Linked DNA regions of Columba livia: region 2 is linked to region 1. The links are chromatin contacts, called in public Hi-C maps. All regions are on one chromosome and are shown on one strand. Each heading gives the region's core, a stretch centred on a gene start, on an enhancer-like site or on the middle of the called end of the contact. The rest is flanking DNA. Distances are from core to core; before and after follow the strand shown.

Region 1 (3,016 bases), core at 387-2,886:
ACCTGGAATTTCTATCTTCTCTGACACTGCAATTTTCTTCTGAATAACTGGAAACATTTGGGCATAATTTTCACATTAATTTTCACAACTGGAGTGTGTATTCATCTGTGCTTAGAGGTGTTTGCCTGGAGATTGCCTTTGAGATCAGCTGTGAATCACTAACACTCTCATGTCTGTCCTGTACATGATCTGGCAGACCCAAGGAACAGTGTAAAGCCCAGGACTCTCCTGTGACTGACAACCTCGTGTCCACCTTGAAGAAAGGGAGCCTGAACCACCTGCTCCTCATGGTAAGCGACACCGCAGGTCTTCAGAGCTGGGAGCCATTGCTCTGTCCTGTCTGTCTGACATCAGTCACACAATGTCATTTTGCAGAGGCAAAAAAGACACATGGGGATGATGGGACTGGCACAGCAATTGTAGGCCCATTCCTGCAGCACATACAGGACCTTAAGTGTGTCCCAAATTACAAAGTACACTTTGATTTCCTCTGGTAGTAATAGCTGGTTTTCCCTGTAACTACTCCAGGCATGTTACGTGGAAGCGTAGGGTATTTATTTACAGTTTTAGCCTTCAGACGTCTCCTCTTCACCTATGGGTAGGATAGCATCCTCTTTATCTATGGGTTGGATAGCATCCTCTGTCCATTCAGCCATCTTGCTTCAGCAGTGGAACATGAGCAGCAGTAGCTGGTCTTAAATTTTACAGGAGACCCTCAGCTACAAAGTCAAAATCTCAAGCTGTAAAAAAAAAACAAAAAACAAAAAACCAAAAAAACCCAAACACAAAACTTTTGTTCACATAAACTTGTCCATAAAAATTCTATTGTGTAGTTGTTCATATAAAACAATACAGTGTGTACATCGTGGGTGCAAGGGACAGCCTCTAAACAGTCTGGACAATGTCTGGATTTAAGTTATGGTTCACTGTACCAGAGGCATCTGAATCAGCATGAGATAAAACTTGCTGCCTAAAGACCTGACTCTGCATGGCATGTAATGCTGGGACACCCACAGAAGACTGTCGCTCTGTTCAGCAGATCTTCCATGCTAGCAGGGCAGTCTGAGCTCAACAAGCTTGCTCGGCAGGACCCTGACGCTGACTTGCCTGGCCCACGAGCCAGGCTGACACTTTTAAATCAGGAGGGGATATATAATGGCTGGTGAGAAGGCTGGGGAACAGTGCCCTGACAGCTGCAGTTAGTGCCTGACGGATGCTAAGAGGCCCACAAAACCACAGCCCTAGGCTTGTCTCCAAGCTGCCCATGGCCCGTGTGTGAGCAGGAGCTTATGTCTTCACATCTGAAGACCTGAGCCAAAAGCCAGAGCAATATGCTCTGTGATTGATGCCACTGACTCAAAAGGAAATGACCCACTCCTGGATCACTCTGCAGGAACTGCTGCAGGGGTGCAGTCACACATATGCACGGCCAGGGAAGGCACTCTAACCGAAAGCATCTGCAAACCGCTCCCCAGCGGGGCTCAGCCCGGCCGTGTCCTGCCAGGGCTGCCAGGAGGCCCGAGGGAGCCAAGGGGCCAAGAAAGGAGCGCAGCCCACACTGACAGCAGCTCTGTGCCAACGGCCGGTGAGGGAAGACCCGCTCGTCCCTTAACCCGGGCAGGAAGACACTTTCCCGCCTAAAAGAACCAAATAAATATATATATATATATATTTATATTAATCATTTTAAAAAACCACCTCCCGGGGCCTGTATCCCGCTGTCCCTCGTCCCCGCGCTCCGAGAGCCGCCCTCCCGCCCTCGCAGCGGCCCGTTCCCTCAGCGGGGCTCCTCGGCCGGGCTCCTGAGGCGACGCCGCCCGCACCCGGCAGGGGGCAGCAGCGGCGCGTACACCAACGGCCGGCCGGGCCCGCGCAACGGCCCTAACGGCCGGCGGGGCGCGGCCTCCCGTCCCGGCCTCTGCCCGCCCCGGGGCCCGCCGGCCGCCGCCGGGCACCCCGCACCCCTTCGGGGAGCAGCCGCCTCGCCTGGCGGCGGGCCGACGCGGCGTCGGGCTGGCGCGGCTCGGCCGGGCGAGAGGGGTGAGGCCGTGCCCTGAGGCGGCCCGGGGCAGAGGCGGCTGCCCAGCGGCACCCGGGTGTCCGCAGGGCGCTCTGGAGCCCTGCAGCCCCGACACCCTGCCTGGTATCGCCACCTCCTAACAGGGCCACCTGGAGGAACCCCGAGCTCGACCACAGCAGCACTGGTGCCCGTTGGAGAGCATGCAGCCACCAAAAACGTCTCGGTCCCCTTCTCCCTCGGGGAAGGGGTATCTCCAGATTTCCCGTCACTACACTGCCCGGCGGCATTGAGCCTCAGGGGACCATGGCCTCAGCTGCCTCCCTGCTTTACCCCGAGGCCTCAGCCAAACACACCGATCCAGGATTTGGGTTCATGGTTGCCTTCACACACACTTTTCTGAGCTTCCCTCACTTCGGTGCAATCCCTTCTTGTAACTGTTGGGACATCCAGGCCGGTTGCAAGACCACGTGTGCAAGTCCCTGCCAAGATTTTCCCATTGTCACGGCTTGCTGAGTTCCTTCCCTTCCTCCACCCACCAAATCCTGCTGGGTTACTGGAAACACTGCAGCCCTAATGTACCAGTGCCTTCAGGCCACCTATGGCAGAAAGGGATTTTTCCAGGAAAAGTACTTAATCACAGTCATTCCCGACTTCTGCTTCGCCACTTGCGACTGCTTCTGCTCCCATACTGAAAAGGGGTGATGACCTATTTTGAAAGCATAAGCTACTAGAGAGGGGAGAAATAATAAAATAAAATAAAATAAAATAAAATAAAATAAAATAAAATAAAATAATTTTTAAAAGCTAGGTGAATCTGTGTTCTCCAAGCTACAGGACACAGCCAAGCTGGCCAACCTGGTCCATATGAAACCCACTCTAGTCACTAACTTGGTCACTTTGTGGTGACCCGCCAGCAGGTGTGCAGATTGCCTAAAGAGTATCTTCTCTTCCTCCCAAACCTTAGAAAACTGGGAGGGGAGTGTGGGGAAAGGGGGC
Region 2 (3,088 bases), core at 39-2,538, 67 kb after region 1:
CTGCACAAGCCTGCTTCTGTTTGCTCATTTTGTTTACATTGTTTGTTCGTACAGATTAAAATAGAGAGTTACTGGGCAGATAAACAGTGTTTCCTTCCATGACAATGTCGTCTAGAAGTTAAGAGAGTAGCATGGGACAATATATGCCTATGCTTCATTTTTGGCTACATCACCCCAACTCCCTGTGTAACCTGGAGCAGAACATTTTTATCCAGTGCTTCAGAGCACCTAAATGGTAACATTTTTGTTCCGTTGTTCCTATCTGTATAATGGGGATAATACATCTTTCTGCTCTCAAAGAGTGAAGAAGGCACATCCAGTTTGCAGCAGCTTTTCTCAGTTGGCTGTCAATGCAGAGGGACGCAACTCTTGCAGTTCCTCTCCTCGCTGGATACCTGTGTGCCCTCCGGCCACTCACCAGCCTCCAAAAACTGAAGGGTCTTCAGAAGGTCTGAATCAGAAGCAGCAACTTGTGATGAGCCCAGCAATTCCCATCTACACTTAACTGTGAGTCAACTCAAATGCAGTGATTTCAGTCATGTGCCCTTTCACAGTTCAGCTGAACTTCACAAAATAATAGATGCAGCTTTAAATAGATTTACAGTGCAGATTGCTGATTGGAGTGTTGGGCAGATTAACTTATTCCTCATTGTTTTTCTGTTCCAAAATTCAATGGATTCCATATTTGTAAAAGAGGGAATGCAGAAGCCTAAGTCAGAAAGTGGGCTATGACTGGAACTAAACTTATTTATTAACCTATTTTGGTTGCGTGTCAAAGAAAGGAAGCTATTATGCTGTCGGTTTGTGGGATGTTAATGGGAGCTCTGGGCATAATTCTTCTGTGTTGGTGTGTGAATAAACCCTGCTGATAGATAAGCTGTTTGTCCGATAGTAACTTTTTCTCTTTCCTTGAAAAAGAGAAGATGAGAGAAAAAAAGAAAATAGAGAGAAATAGATAAAATATGTATAGAGAAAGATAAATCTATATAGAGAGAAATATAGAGAAAGAAAATAGAAAATAGAGAAAGAAAACAAAAAAAAAAGAAAATGAAAAAAGGAAAAGGAAAGAGGAAAAAGGAAAAAGAAAAGAAAGAGAAAACAGAAATAAGAAGAGGGAAAAAGAAAAGGAAAAGGAAGAAAAAGAAAAAGAAAAAGAAAAAGAAAAAGAAAAAGAAAAAGAAAAAGAAAAAGAAAAAGAAAAAGAAAAAGAAAAAGAAAAAGAAAAAGAAAAAGGAAAAGAAAAAGAAAAAGAAAAAGAAAAAGAAAAAGAGAAAGAAAAAGAAAAAAAGAAAAAGAGAAGACCTTGCCCTCTGTGGTCACTTTAGTCCTTCTTGCTGCATCCTGGGGTAGGAAAAGGTTAAACACTCAACAACATTTTTCTCTTCTTAGCAAGTTAGAGAACTGTACATCAGACACATTGTCTGCCAAATGCTTCATTTACTACCAGCTGCATTTTTACTTTGTTGAGAGATAGCTGAAATAAAATCACTGTTCTTTGTGCAAACGGCATGCTAAATAATGTACGGCTACAAGATTATTAAATAGCAAAGGCATTTGATAATATTAGAGTCAACCACAAGTCCCACTTCTGCTGATGCACAGAATTTTGAGTAATTAGTCATTGCACAGAGTGTTGTATTTATATCCCCTTGAGCCTCAGACGTTAGGCCACAAAGTCAGGAGACAAAGAATTGCTGTTATTAGGAGGACTGTTTTGGATTTATTTATATTATAAGGCTTTATTTCAGCGTCCACTTCACTCCTCTGGCTCAGGCTTCCTCCAAACCAGAAGATACAGCTAAGTCAGAGACTTTTAGTGTAAACCATATTTTTACAGACAAGACCTCTCAACTTCAAGCAGAAGAACTTCAATGAGTTTGCAAAGCCCCCAAAGAAGCACAACTGGCCTGAGGTTAGATGACAAGCCTGGGAAAAAGGCCTCCCAGGTTCTGTTCTGACCTCTAACAGACTTCTCATGGTTTATATGCAATGCATTAATAGCAGCTCCAATTCATGGATGGACAAATTGGGATACAAAGAAGACAAGTAACCCTCCCAAGGATTTACAGCAAGTCTTTTGCAGAGCCCTGGAACTCTTACTCAGTCCTTTGTTCAAATTGCTAAACCACACTGCCTTCTTTAGACCACAATTACTGCACAGGCCTGAATATTGTGACATATCTAAAATTATGTAGCTATACACTTATACGAGGCTTTATTAAAATAAAGATTGTGTAACATCTTCAGAGTTCAATACAAAGCTGCTCAGTGAGTGCTCTACTGCTTAAAGACAGCCTTTTAAATTCTCTCCCACAGTAAAAGAACCAGATCTAATATATCGTAATAAGAAATCAGAGGGAGTTCATAGGATTTGAACACAAAACATCTGATGACAAATTCATATTGTAGCAATGAGCCTTCATTTTGCAGAACTGACATGGAAAAATAATGGTAACATTTATGATTATGACAAATAGTATGTATCATCTGTCTCTGAGAATGTCGCACAGAGAAGGACTATACAGAATAAATCATACACTCGTGTCAAATTTCAGGCATAACCGAGTAGATCAAATTTTGAATTTTATCATGTCTCAAAAATTAATTTCCTGTTTATAAGCACGGCACCTCAACCTGTCATTTCCATAGCTTCCCTCAGCAGGTTGTGCACTCTCTCTACCCAAAAAGCACAGCCAGACAGGTAGACTGCTGCTAATGTAAGAAATTATAGGGGAGTTTTTTAGCTTGTGCTTAGAAACACTGTGAAGTTAAACATTCTGGCTTTTCCATGAGATTTAAAAGGGAGGCCACGGGTTTGCTGTGATTACTAGGGCCACCACTGTGAAAAGTGATTCCAAATTTTCATTTCAATATTGTGTGCCCAAGTGCCTCCACGTGCCTCTACAGAGAACTCATCCATGCCTAAGACAGACATTTAGACGCCTGATGTCCCGATGGTGAGTGTGCTGATGCACACAGTGGCAGGTATCAACCTAGTGGTCAAGAAGAACCTGATGAAGAGATCTTAAGCAGAGCAACTGTTCTATGTGTTTCAAAGACCAGGTGGGATGGAAATCAGAAATTCAGC

Evidence for each region. A called contact is a pair of places that touch in the nucleus more often than the background predicts.
Region 2: a Hi-C map of liver shows a contact between it and region 1, with 2.2 times the contacts expected there. The contact joins two enhancer-like sites. A contact is called at or near these places in 2 of 2 Hi-C or Micro-C datasets (crop and liver).

What each region holds. Positions count from the first base shown.
Region 1 is chr3:90,781,670-90,784,685 of bColLiv1.pat.W.v2, forward strand. LOC110359766 (a long non-coding RNA gene) reads left to right here. Exons shown (of 3, transcript XR_010471551.1): 1 at 1-290; 2 at 1,394-3,016. Among named protein-coding and RNA genes, the nearest start is that of TRNASTOP-UCA, 19 kb to the right of the region's middle. Within about 2 kb of position 1,637, at least 1 of the 3 cell types and tissues checked has an H3K27ac peak away from gene starts, as active enhancers do.
Region 2 is chr3:90,848,628-90,851,715 of bColLiv1.pat.W.v2, forward strand. All of the region lies in intron 7 of RBKS (ribokinase), which reads right to left. Among named protein-coding and RNA genes, the nearest start is that of MRPL33, 21 kb to the left of the region's middle. Within about 2 kb of position 1,289, at least 1 of the 3 cell types and tissues checked has an H3K27ac peak away from gene starts, as active enhancers do.